3 separate regions of the Sus scrofa genome follow, and all the other regions are linked to region 1. The links are chromatin contacts, called in public Hi-C maps. All regions are on one chromosome and are shown on one strand. The core of a region is the stretch at or near the end of the contact, and the rest is flanking DNA. Distances in the headings are between cores, read along the strand shown. Region 1 holds the start of YAP1 (transcriptional coactivator YAP1). Region 2 overlaps YAP1 (transcriptional coactivator YAP1). Region 3 overlaps YAP1 (transcriptional coactivator YAP1).

Region 1 (4,071 bases), core at 714-3,213:
TCCAGAACCTATACATTCGTGGTTAAATATACTTGACATTTGGGGATGGGGTAAGGGATAAATATAAGCAGCAGTCATGGGCATCATGGAGGTAGATCCCTTTCTTCAGTCAAAACTGGGTCCAGAGTAGTTGATTAGAATACTGCCTTAAAATCTTGAGGGTCTGAAGTCTTTTTCCCCGGCAACATCAAGTGATGAAGATCCTTCCTCAGAATTATCCAGGGCATGTCCTGGCTGGAGGAAGAGATAATTATTATTATTGTTATTTTGCTCAGGGGACCTTTTCTTGCTTAATTCTATTTATACATCTGTTTGACTAGCATTGCAGACAAAATCATTAAAACAGGAAGCTAGTTTTCTTCAGAATTAACTAGTGGATTTAAAATCAGAATGTTGCATAACCCTTAGAATATTCTAAAAACATTGGATTGCTTAAATGGACACATAGTAAGGTGTGTGAACTATATCTCAGTAAAGTGGCTTTTTAAAAAATCAGAATGTATGAATTTAAAAAGTCTCATTGCTTCTGAGTGATTTCAAATGGACTCCTTGCATTTATAACTGCCACAAGGAGAACCAGGTGCGTGGGGTGAGCTTCTCACCTGTTCATTTCTTACTGCTTACCGAGTCCGTGCTTGTGCCAGGCACAGGGATAACAAAGAGGTAGGCGCCTATCCCTTGGAGGATGAATGACAGGTACACAGATGACCGCTTATAACCCAAATTAAGCTTTTTTTTTTTTTTTTTTTTTTTTTGCGTTGAGGTTTTCATAACTCTGCTGCAAGTTTGAGCACTAAAAAAAGTTTTCACTTTTTAAACAGGCAATTTTTTTGTTTAGTAAATTACCTTGTCACAGATCTGGTCTTCGAGCTTCAAATTACAGTAATCGTTTACTCCATTCAAGTGTGTTTTGCATATTAATAAGTTAAAAAAATCAAGTCGTTAAAAAAAAGGACCCTTATTAAAATCAGTGTCTGTTACAGGTACCATTGTGCTCCAATCTAGTCCTGAGGCTTTGAGCCCATACTGACACTCGAGTTGGTCAAGTAGAGCTAACGCGGGGAGGGTTTAAGTGGATTTACACGTCCTCTCTAGACTTCTCTCGGCCTTAGCTGTTTCGCATCTAGGAAGCCTTTCAACCTTTCCCGGGGACTGGCGGGGAACGGGCCGCGCCGGGCGGGAGGACTTCCTGCGGCCAAGGGCGGCCGCGTTCCCCGCAGAGACCAAACTCCAACCCAGTCTAGACCCAACATTCGTCGTCGGGCCAGCCGCCCTCCTGGTGCGGATCCCCAGGCACGCTCCCGGCCCCGGCCCGAAGCCCGGTAGAGTCCAGGCCGGCGGGCGGGCTAGTCACGTGCGGCCGGGAGGGGCGTTGGAGGCCCAGAGTCTGCAGGAATGTAGTTAACTTGCTGGGGAAAGTTTCCCTCCGCGGCCGGCCACAGATTCGGTGCGGGCGGGCGCGCAGAGGAAGGAAGAGCCGCGAGGAGGCGGAGCCGCGCGCGGCTCGGGCGGGCGGTTCTCTCAACTTTAGTTTTGGCGTCCGAGGCAAGTTTCTGTCTCAGTCGGGCGCAGCCGCCGCCGGGGAAAAGAAAGGGAGGAAGGAAGGAACACGAAAAGGAAATAAGAGAGAAAGGGGGAGGGGAAAGGCAACTAGCTGTCCGGCATCCGTCAGGGGAGTGAAGGAAAAAAGTTCTCGGGCGCTGCAGGTTCGGGTCTCTGGCAGCCCCTCCCGAGGCTCAGCCGCCGGACCAGTGGAGCCCGGGCGCAGGGCGGGGGCAGAGGCGCCGGGGCGGGGGATGCGGGGCCGCGGCGCAGCCCCCCGGCCCTGAGAGCGAGGCGAACGCCGCTCCCGCCGCTGGCCCACTGCCCTTGCCGCTTCTCCCCTCTCGACCCGTCGAGCCGGGGCGCCCGGGTGGAGCCGTTGCCCGCCTAGTCTGGGTGCGCGTCGGGGGAGGCAGAAACCATGGATCCCGGGCAGCAGCAGCCGCCGCCTCAACCAGCCCCCCAGGGCCAAGGGCAGCCGCCTGCGCAGCCCCCCCAGGGGCAGGGCCCGCCGTCCGGGCCGGGGCAGCCGGCACCCCCGGGGTCCCAAGCGGCGACGCAGGCCCCCCCGCCGGACACCAGATCGTGCACGTTCGGGGGGACTCGGAGACCGACCTGGAGGCGCTTTTCAACGCCGTCATGAACCCCAAGACGGCCAACGTGCCCCAGACCGTGCCCATGAGGCTCCGGAAGCTGCCTGACTCCTTCTTCAAGCCACCGGAGCCCAAATCCCACTCCCGACAGGTAACCTCGCCGCCCCTCACCCCACTTCCCCGTCGGCGGGCCCCAAGCCCGGGGGCGCTCGGGAGCGGCGGCCGCCAGTCCTAGCCGGCGGTGGGGGGGTTCCGGGAGCGCTAGCGGTGGCGGGACGGGGGCTCGCGGAGAGCCAGAGGGACCGGAGACGCCCGCCCGGCCGCGGCTCCCCACTTCTCCCAGAGTCCGGGGCCGAGATTTGTTTTTCCCCTCGGAGTTTCTCTGCGGTTGCTGCCCCGGGGGGCGTGCTTTTCCCTTTCCTTTCTTTCTTTCTTCCTGGGGTTCCCGGGAGGTTGGCGGGAGTGGCGGGGGAGGTGGGGAGGAAGGAAGGGGGTGGGGAGAGTCGGCCCGGGCCACGGTGGGCTTGCACAATGCGCGCGCCTCCGCGCGCTCCGCACCTTCGCTCCCGCCGCCGCCGCCGCCGCCGCCGCGGGCCCGGGAAGGGGGAGGGGGGCCTCTGGCATCTGTGTGTGGGTGAGCTGCCAGCGGCGGCCGAGTTTGTGAAGTTGAGCCCTGGGCCCCCTTTCCTTCGGGGCCTCTCGGTCCACTTCAGTCTCCTGGGGAGTCAAATAATTGTTCTCTTGTTTTCCAGTGTTGATTAGGGGTGGGGGTTGAACCAGTCCATTTAGTTTCTCGCTCTTTCTCCCCCTCCCCCTCCCGAAAGCATTTATTTTCCTCGCGGCCCCGGCGCTTTCTGAATACAGGATCCAGACTTTCCTGGAAGTTGTTTATGGAGTTAGTGCTTTCACCCCTGCCCTTCCCTTGCGCCTTGGAACTCAGGCAGCCTCACTCTTATCAAACCTAGTAGGTTCACGTGTTGGCTTCCCAATTGCAGACTATTATTTACAGTCTGCTGAAATGCTTTTAAATTAGCCACATCTGCACGTTGCGCAGGACCTGAGTTGTGCTTACAGTGCCTAGGTTTTAACACAAGCCTTTGATAATGCACTGCAGGTTGACTCATAGGCCGAGTCCTGCCTGGTTCAACTGTGATTAGAAGTTAATGTTTGGGAAGCGATGACTAATTCGAGGCTCGCCATTGCTTTGTAATTCTCACTGAGGATATGAACATGGCTGTTCCACATACACAGCATTCGATAATTTTGACAACTTGATCTAACATTGAAGTGAAACTATTATTGAAAGTGTTAACATTCTGAACGGTCCCAGTAGATTTGTTTAGTGTAGGTTTTTCTTTCTTTCCTTCCTTACTTTTTTTTTTTCTTTAAAGAGAACTTGCTTCAGGATAAACTTCAGCATAAGAACTTTGCCCAAAAGTTAATTGGTTTTCCAAATACTGCAGTGTAGTTAGTCCACTCGGCTGTAACTTGAGTGGAAAGAACAGTTATCGCCCCCACTCCCTTCGCCCCTCCTATTTGCAGGCCTGTGGTACGTTCTCTTGCCGCAGACCAAGGGGTTTTGGAACTTAGAAAAACTGCCTTAACCTGCTGGCAAAAACTTGGGTTAAGGAGTCGGGAGGAAAAAACAATTTAGGTGCTTGCCCTAAATACTTCAATTTGAAAGGTGTAGACTAAGGTATGCTTTTTTCTCTTATCCCTGGAAATGAGCTTCTGGACTCATGGGCAAAAATGGATGTTGGCATTGCACCTCACAGTCTAGTTACAGCTATGCTGCTAGTTACTTAATATGTTTTGAGAGTATAATACTCAGAGGAGATTGTATTCCGAATTTTGTGGTGTCTATAAGCCAAAAAGACGTGCAGCTGAAAAGTGTACTTATTCTTCATGTAAATAATTGCACAAGAATAATAGCGGT
Region 2 (4,071 bases), core at 623-3,122, 110 kb after region 1:
GTTTCAGTTTTTGAAAATATGGAAAGAATGCTTTCTCATTTTTGTGCTTTTGATTTTTTAACCAACTTTGAACAGTGTACTTTTTAAAATGTTTAAAGGTAATTTTTGTATAGAAAGGATATTTGCTGCTCTTTTATTAATTCTCACCAATTAAATTGAAAGTGTCCTGATCCTTAAAAAAAAAAAAAAAAACCAAAATATCTTGTTGTACCAAAATATTTAGTACAATAAAATTTCTCATTGTTTGCCCGGTCTTAAGACCTAGTGCTTGTGTCCTAATTGATAGCTTTGGTTTTGAAGGCCATCTAAAATGTGTTTTAAGTTTGTATTTATTCTTTTGGTACATGCAGTTTAAAGTTCTGCCAAAAATTGAGTGTATTGGAGTTCCCATCATGACTTAGTGGAAACAAATCCGACTAGGAACCATGAGGTTGCGGGTTCGGTCCCTGCCCTTGCTCAGTGGGTTAAGGATCCGGTGTTGCAGTGAGCTGTGGTGTAGGTCACAGATACAGCTCGGATCTGGTGTGGCTGTGGCTGAGGCGTAGACTGGCAGCTGTAGCTCTGATTAGACCCCTAGCCTGGGAACCTCCATAGGCTGTGAGGGTGGCCTTAAAAAGCAAAAAAAAAAAAAAAAAACGAGTATATTTATATAAGATTTTAGTTCTGAGCTTAAACTGAAGTTAATTGGGAAAGGGCACAGCCACAGAACTTTTGCTTTTTTCACAGGGGAAATTTCAGATCAGTACAATTCCAGTACTCAACTCATTTAAGGCCTGCATTGATCCAGGGATAAAATTAGACCATTTAGAAAAATGGATAGGTTGTATATCCTCCTAATAGGTATTTGTGCAGATTCTTTTTTTTTTTTTGGTAAGGGAGTTCCTATTGTGGCACAGCAGAAATGAATCCTACTAGTATCCATGAGGATGCAGGTTCGATCCCTGGCCTCACTCAGGGGGTCAGGAATTGGTGTTGCTGTGAGCTGTAGTATAGGCCTGCAGCTGCAGCACCAGTTCCACCCTTAGCCTGGGAACTTGCATATGCCACCAGAGTGGCCCTAAAAAGCAAAAAACAAAAACAAAACTTTTGGTAATTGCTGAGCTGCAGTTTAAGATTCTCTTTTCTGGTAAAGATTACAGAGTGAAACATCACTACTATTCTCAGTCTCAGGGCAGAATCCTATGTCCACTCTCTGTTGTACCCTAGTTTCTAAAACACGCATCTGACTATAGCATTCCCCTTTTCAGAAACTCTTGCTGGGTTCCCATTGCCCATTATTGGATTCGTCCATACTCCTTAAGCTCTAAACACTTGTCCTCCTGACTTGCCACGGAGTTGACTTTTGGTGATAGTGGAACATCCTCTCCTTTTCCTTTGACTCAGATCTCAAAGCCAGCTCTGACGTTCCCCACTGTGAAACCTTCCCCCGTATGTTTCAGGCTTTCTCCTCTTTGTTCTGAAAGCACTTTGCTCACATAGCCCTTGTATATCATTCATAAATGTATTTGTTCACCTCCACCCCAGGGAAGTTATGAACCTCTCAGAGGGGAGCATCATTTGTAGGTGTTTGTTGTTGTTAACCTCTCTATCCTTAGAGCCTGGTCTAATGCCTGTCACATAGTAGCAGATGCTCAGTGAATGTTTATTGAGGAGGGGGATGCACTGCAGGCTGTAGGGTCCTGCAGGGAGCAGTTCCTAATCAGGGAAATGGCCCTCTGAACTCTGTCCTCAGGAATGCCCATGTGCTTCCCCTGAGGCTTGGAAAGAACTGAGGACTTTGTAAATTCAGCTATTCTGTAACAGAGTCTTGAGTATCTTGATGCTTACCCGGTGCTTAGCAGTGGAAATAGAGTGATGACTAGGACCAGGCCCTTGTCCCAGATCAGGACAAGCAAAATAAAAACAAACCACATCCTGAGACCTTCTCCGAAGTAGCTGCATTGTATACAGATGGTCTCAGAGGCAAATTTGTGTTTTCTTGGAACTGTGTGAGGCTTTTGAATCTTGCCAGAATCTGACACAGAAGCATTAGAGTCAACTCGTGGTTGCGATATACAGAGTGAAGGAAAGGGAGAACAAGGCAAGTACATTGAGTAATTTAGGAAAGAAATTTGGGAGACTGAGCCTTCAACCTTGAGCAACTGTTAAAGCTGTTTTTAAAGCTTAGTTATTTTTTTGTTTAACTTTGTGTAAGCTAAACACAAAATGTCTGTTTTAATGTCTAAGCTTTGGGGAAAAGTTAAAGCTCACGTTGTGGTCGGAGACCATTAAGAATAACAATTGCCTTTATTTAACACTTTGCCATAAGATTTTCCAGAATTAGTAGAACCCCCAATTTTACATTTGATGCCACCTGGTATATATGTGCTACTAGCTTAGAAAAGTGTTCTATTCATGAGTGTTCTGAGGATATTTACCATAGTTGTGTGTATAACTTTTCATTTAGCCTCAAGTAAAAAATCTATCTTGGCTCTTACCTGTTTTTCTCAAGGTATATGCCTTGGGTTTTTTTGTTTGTTTGTTTGTCTGTTTTATCTTTGTTTTTAGTCTTTCCTTCAGCTGGAACTCTTAGGACTCGTGTCTTAAGTTACGGGGTTTGTTTGGGGTCCCGACTTCAGCAGAAGCCAGGATATCAAGATCAGGAGTTCTTATCAGCAGCAACTCATCTATTGTGGCCCAATTCAAAAATGAATTCTGGGTCTTTATTTTGGGTTGATTTTTTTTCCAACTTAAACTCTGCATGAGAGCTAGAAATTTAGCATGAGTCTAGTGCAGACCTGTCTCACCACCCACCTGGAGGTTGTGTTTTGACCTATGCCTGTGACTTCTAGCACTGAGGAGTAGAGATCTTGAAACAGATGAGCTATATGGAGCCCCCAGATTCAGGTGCTATTAGAGGAAAATGCTTACATCGAGATTTTTCTGTCAGGTAGGAAAAAAACTGACCATATATTTCTTTTCCCTTATTGTCACCAAGCCTAGAACCTTAGGGGAAGTCTTGACCCCTTAAAGTTGCCAGCCTCGATGAGAATTAACTTGTCTATTTCCCTTCATAGCACAAGGGCTTTGTATGAATCCTAAAGGAGGGTGCTTGTTTCAGACGCTGCAGGGCAAGAATCTTCACTGATCCTCTCTGAGAATCATGTTGGGACTCAGCAGGTGTTTATTTTTAGTTTGAAGTAATTTTTAAGTTTCTTGTGTTGGTCTTTAACTCTCATTCTTTGTAGTGGCACCTACCATTCTCGAGATGAGAGCACAGACAGCGGACTAAGCATGAGCAGCTACAGTGTCCCTCGAACCCCAGATGACTTCTTGAACAGTGTTGATGAAATGGATACAGGTAAGTGTTTTTATTCCTCTTGGTAATCTAGCCTAAGTCAGGTATCGTCATTTTATCACCAGGTCTAATAAACTATTGTGAGCAAAGATTATTTAGAAAACGAATTAGGAGTTCCTTTGTGGTGCAGCTGGTTAAAGATCTGGCATTGTCGTTGCTGTGGCACAAGCGTGATCCAAAAAAAGGAAAACCAACTAAGGTCCTATAAACTTTAATTCAAATTGAGCCTGCTTTGTTTTATGGCAATTTATAATTTATCTTTTCCCAGTCGTGAGTTTGGTGTTAGTAGATGCAAACTTATATTTAGAATGGATAATCAATGAGTCCCACTGTATATAGCACAGGGAACTATATATATATATATATATATATATATATATATATATATATATATATATCTCCAATCTCTTTTGATAGGACATAATGAAATACTGAGTTAATTTAAAAAACTGAGTTAGCAAGGTAGTTGAGGATTTGTTTCTCCTTTTTTTTTTTTTTTTTTTTTTTTGTCTTTTTAGGGTCACACCTGCAACATATGGAGGTTCCCAGGCTAGGTCTCTAATCTGAGCTACAGCTGCTGGCCTACACCACAGCCACAGCAATGCTGGATCCGAGTGGAGTCTGCGACCTACACCACAGCTCACTGCAATGCAGGATCCTTAACCCTCTGAGCGAGGCCAGGGATCAAACCTGCATCCTCATGGACACTAGTAAGATTTGTTTCTGCTGAGCCA
Region 3 (4,071 bases), core at 600-3,099, 77 kb after region 1:
GGTGTAGGTCGCAGATGTGGCTTGGATCCTGCGTTGCTGTGGCTGTGGTGTAGGCTGGCAGCTGCAGCTCCACTTTGACCCCCTAACCTGGGGATTTCCATAAGCTGCAGATATGGCCCTAAAAAGCAAAAAAAAAAAAAGACTGCCACCTAACTTATCTAATACTATTTTTTATACCTTTCACTTTAAAGTTGAGAAATTCAGGTCTAAATCAGCTTTTTAGCTTAGATTTCTCAGGGTAGAGTTAGAGAAATGTTGTAGTGGTTTACTAGCCAGACTTTCACATCTATGAGACACGGCAATCTTTTTAAAAATGACTTTTCTAGCTGTAATAAAATCACACTGTCTCTTCATCTAAAACCTGGGATATCAGCTTTGGTCTGTGACCTGGTATCTGCTTATGCCTAACTTCAGAGACCATTGAGTCCCACCCTGTGCCTTGCTAGATGTCATAATGTTTTCTATGCTAAGTGGGTTGGGGGGGAATACCCTGTCATCCTTGAGATAGACCATTGAAAGCATTTCTTTTCCTCTTCTCCCCCCATCCCTGTTTTTTTAAGAAAGGGGTTTTTTGCTTTTCATTTAAGAAACAACAAGGCCATATTTTCCTCCAAATTAAATGACAGAAATTACCATTTGCATAAAGGAATGCTCCCCCCAACCCCCAACAAATGTGCATATTTTGATAATAGTATACAAGCTGGTTAGGGCCTTTTTATCCATATTTTTCCACTGTTTTCAGTTTCTTTAGTGGGTTTCTGAGATGTTTTTCCAAAGCCATGGAAAAATGAATCTAAAAAGGAGCAGATCATTGTGGTTTTAAAGCTTTTCGTCTTGGACTGGATGCAGCTAAATGAAAACAATGTGCAGATCACTGAGTAGGTCAGACTGAGGGGACTCGGAACCTTTGAAGCTTTACAGGGGTTGACCTAACAACAACTGCAGGGCCCTTACGGGAAAGAGGAATTAACTCTGTGAATGCCATCAAAACACAATGGGCGGGGGGGGAACTACCCAGAGATAGCTGGGTAGAATAACTTCCCTGCCAGGAATGTTCTGAACAGTTCTCCCAAGTCTGTATGTATGCCTTTTTAAAACTCCAACATTTGGGTTTGCCTCAAACTGACTGACTGAACCCCATTCAAGTAAAGTCAAAGGTGGGATCAGGGCAAAGACTGTCATTTTGATAGATATCCGGTTTGGCTAAAATGCAAGCTAGCCTTTTGAGCTTCAGGACCTTGTTTGGGTGTTAAAAAAGTAATATGGCATGTTAATAATTTGCAACTTCAGATTCTATTTAATACTTGAATAAGCCTTTGTGGTTGAAACAGGAAACCAAGTAAGGTAGAGAATCTAATAAATGTTGCCATTTGTATGGACTACAATAACATCCATGTTTCCTTAAATCATCTTTAATAAAATGAATTCAGCTTGTCCACGTTTTGAAATTTTTTAAAATGGTACTGTGAGGTTTTTTTCCCCCTCTACATGAGGTTACAAAAAATGGTGATTAACTCTTAGCTAACTGCAGGAATCAGCACTTAGAACAAAGCTTTTTTCTTTTTCTTTCTTTTTTTTTTTTTTTTTTAAGTATTTTCAGTTAATAAAAAGGGAACTCAAACAACTTGGCTGTGAGCTTAAGTAGATCCATTAATTATACACACATCTTGGTCTTTTGTTTTAAGTGGAAGACTGTACCAACACCCCCAGCCCCCCAGCACATATGTACGCACAGGCATACAATTAGGTATGCCAAAAAAAGATTTCATAAAATACTCTTACTGCTTTTAGTTTCCCTTTTTGGGCCCACTGTGTATGTGTACTCCAGACAGGCTTGACAACATGCCAAAGCTTTTTATTTTGTGGCCCGACTTTTAATCTGTTCCAGACCTTTTCAGTCAGAGAGCTCAAGTGTAACTGAAGGGGAACAGGAAAGGGAAAAAAAAAAGTGTGGGTTTCTCTGATCCAGAGTGACAGCAAATAGAGACAAGCTGTTAGCTGTGAATTTGAACGAGTTTTCCTTGAAATCTGAAGTTCTATTGTGGATTGTATTTTATCTGCCAAAAAAATATAAACTGTCCCCTTTCTGACCCTTTGAGCCATGCAAACACCAACAAATGATAGGTTATTGCTTTCATGGTTGTGAAGTTTGCTTACCTATATTCCCCAAATCTGTATTTAAGAATTTACCGTTTCTCACCCTAAGTCAAATTGACCTATGTCCTTTGACATTTCAGAGTGGGAGATAACACCTCACCTCTGTGTGAGTTTAACTTCAGCACTTGCCTCCTTCAAACACCAGCCTCTTTTGGATTTCTGTTCTCTATCAAATGCTTTAGATTAATTATATTTAGAATAATTTATCAGTCCTTCACATTCCACATGAAGTTAATAAATTATCTGGATATTTTCAGGAAATAGTAACTTCTGCATTGTTCCTTTTTAATCTGATTTTTTTATTCTTTAACATTTAAAAGCCATCTCTTTACAATTTTTAAATTAAAATGTTTGTTATGTTGATTTACAGTATTAGTGTTAGGAGTACAATGTAGTTATTCAATATTTTTATAGATTATACTCCATTTAAAGTTATTATAAAATAATGACTTACTCTGTGCTGTGCAATATATGCTTTTGCTTAATTATTATATTGAGTAGTTTGTATCTCTTAATCCTGTACCCTTATCTTGTTCCTCCCTAAAAACTATATATCTGACCTAAAAACTATATTTCTTTGACATTTGTATTATTTTGGAGCACTGATTAATAATTTGTAACAAAGCATGAAGTAATGTCCCATGGCAATAAGAATTACCTGATAATTACTGACATTGAAAAAAGGAGGGTTTTTGTTTGTTTTTAAAAATTATATTAGTAATGTTTTTTATTCTGTATTAAAGTTGATGCTTGAATATTATGCAGGTCATTAAATTATTTCATAAACACTTTTTTTCCTACAGATTTTGTGCTTGCAAACATGGAAGAGTCTCAAATTTAAACATTTTCTTGTACATTGTGACTCATTTATTGTTTGACGTAATGTAGTCATATTTTCCAGTAAAAGTCCTAATGAAAACACACCAAAAAATTACAATTCCTGTTCTTCACAATGAAAAATCTACTCCAAAACGCTAATAGTCAATGCACGGATCTTTAATGTAATTTTATTATCCCTATTTATAAAGGATATATTAAATAGTGCTAGAATCTGTTTCTGGAAGTAAATGCTGATGGCACCACCGGGATGAAAACACATTTGGTCTAAATAAAATACTAGAACTACAGATTTGGATTAGAAGGTATATCTTTTGAATCTTAAAAGGAGATAATAACCTATGGTGGCAAAAACAATATGTTTTTACAATTCCTAATGCCAATTCTGTGCATAGAAATTCTGCCCATGGAAATGTTGCAGGTAATTAAAATCTAGATGTTGATTTTGATCCTTGGTTTCAAAGTTTCCCAAAACTTGCTATTAAGTCTCAAGCCAAAAGTTGTTTAGCACATCTTTCTTATCAAAGTTAAGTACTTTGCATCAATAATTAGATGGCTGTTAAATTTTTAACTGTTTAGACATTCATTAACCTTTTCCCTCCAAGACCAATTATTTCTGATGGCTGTTAGAAGTAATATTTTACTTTTGATGAAAATGCACCTAATGACCAACTAAATACCCAAGCCTGGTGATTAGAGGTAGAAAGCACTAAAGGCTGTAGAAACTAAATCTGTAATTCCTTTAATGAAGTCTTGGATAGCTAGATACCAACATCTAATCATTTGAATTTTACTGAAGCAAGTTTCTTGATATCCGCACATTAAATACAGGTTTTTTGTTTTCTTTACCCTTTTTTAAAAATCTTTGCTGGTGATCCTAAATGTCAATGTCAGTATTTGGTTGCAAACTATGTTACAATATTAATTACTTAAGGTAGGGAGGAAAAGATGTTTCTGTGTGGTTTAGGTAAAAAGAGCTGTTTCTAACTAAAACTTCTAAACAGATAAACCTCATAAAATTCGGCCCTGAAAAGGAATTTATAATTGTTCTAATAAACGTTTCTCAAAGGAGAAGGG

What was found. Hi-C and Micro-C count contacts between places; a contact is called where the count stands out from the background.
Region 2: a contact with region 1 is called in a Hi-C map of embryonic fibroblasts, with 2.1 times the contacts expected there. The contact joins the enhancer-like site here to the promoter of YAP1 in region 1. A contact is called at or near these places in 3 of 47 Hi-C or Micro-C datasets (embryonic fibroblasts, mesenteric adipose tissue and subcutaneous adipose tissue) and 1 of 2 datasets of contacts at active chromatin or transcription factors (skeletal muscle).
Region 3: a contact with region 1 is called in a Hi-C map of liver, with 2.7 times the contacts expected there. The contact joins the enhancer-like site here to the promoter of YAP1 in region 1. A contact is called at or near these places in 2 of 5 promoter capture datasets (fetal skeletal muscle and liver), 10 of 47 Hi-C or Micro-C datasets (embryonic fibroblasts, fetal heart ventricle, heart right ventricle and 4 more) and 1 of 2 datasets of contacts at active chromatin or transcription factors (skeletal muscle).

The regions. Positions count from the first base shown.
Region 1 is chr9:32,809,666-32,813,736 of Sscrofa11.1, forward strand. YAP1 (transcriptional coactivator YAP1) reads left to right here and starts at 1,964. Exons shown (of 10, transcript XM_021062706.1): 1 at 1,964-2,102; 2 at 2,105-2,286. The coding sequence starts at 1,964. It overlaps LOC102157672 (a long non-coding RNA gene), which reads right to left and starts at 1,967. Exons shown (of 2, transcript XR_002335614.1): 1 at 847-1,967; 2 at 1-234.
Region 2 is chr9:32,916,684-32,920,754 of Sscrofa11.1, forward strand. It overlaps YAP1 (transcriptional coactivator YAP1), which reads left to right. Exons shown (of 10, transcript XM_021062706.1): 9 at 3,228-3,340. Among named protein-coding and RNA genes, the nearest start is that of BIRC3, 85 kb to the right of the region's middle. Within about 2 kb of position 1,873, at least 6 of the 83 cell types and tissues checked have an H3K27ac peak or open chromatin away from gene starts, as enhancers often do. A contact at or near this core is called in embryonic fibroblasts, where this site is marked.
Region 3 is chr9:32,886,697-32,890,767 of Sscrofa11.1, forward strand. The region is part of intron 5 of YAP1 (transcriptional coactivator YAP1); the gene reads left to right. Among named protein-coding and RNA genes, the nearest start is that of YAP1, 77 kb to the left of the region's middle. Within about 2 kb of position 1,850, at least 27 of the 83 cell types and tissues checked have an H3K27ac peak or open chromatin away from gene starts, as enhancers often do. A contact at or near this core is called in liver and skeletal muscle, where this site is marked.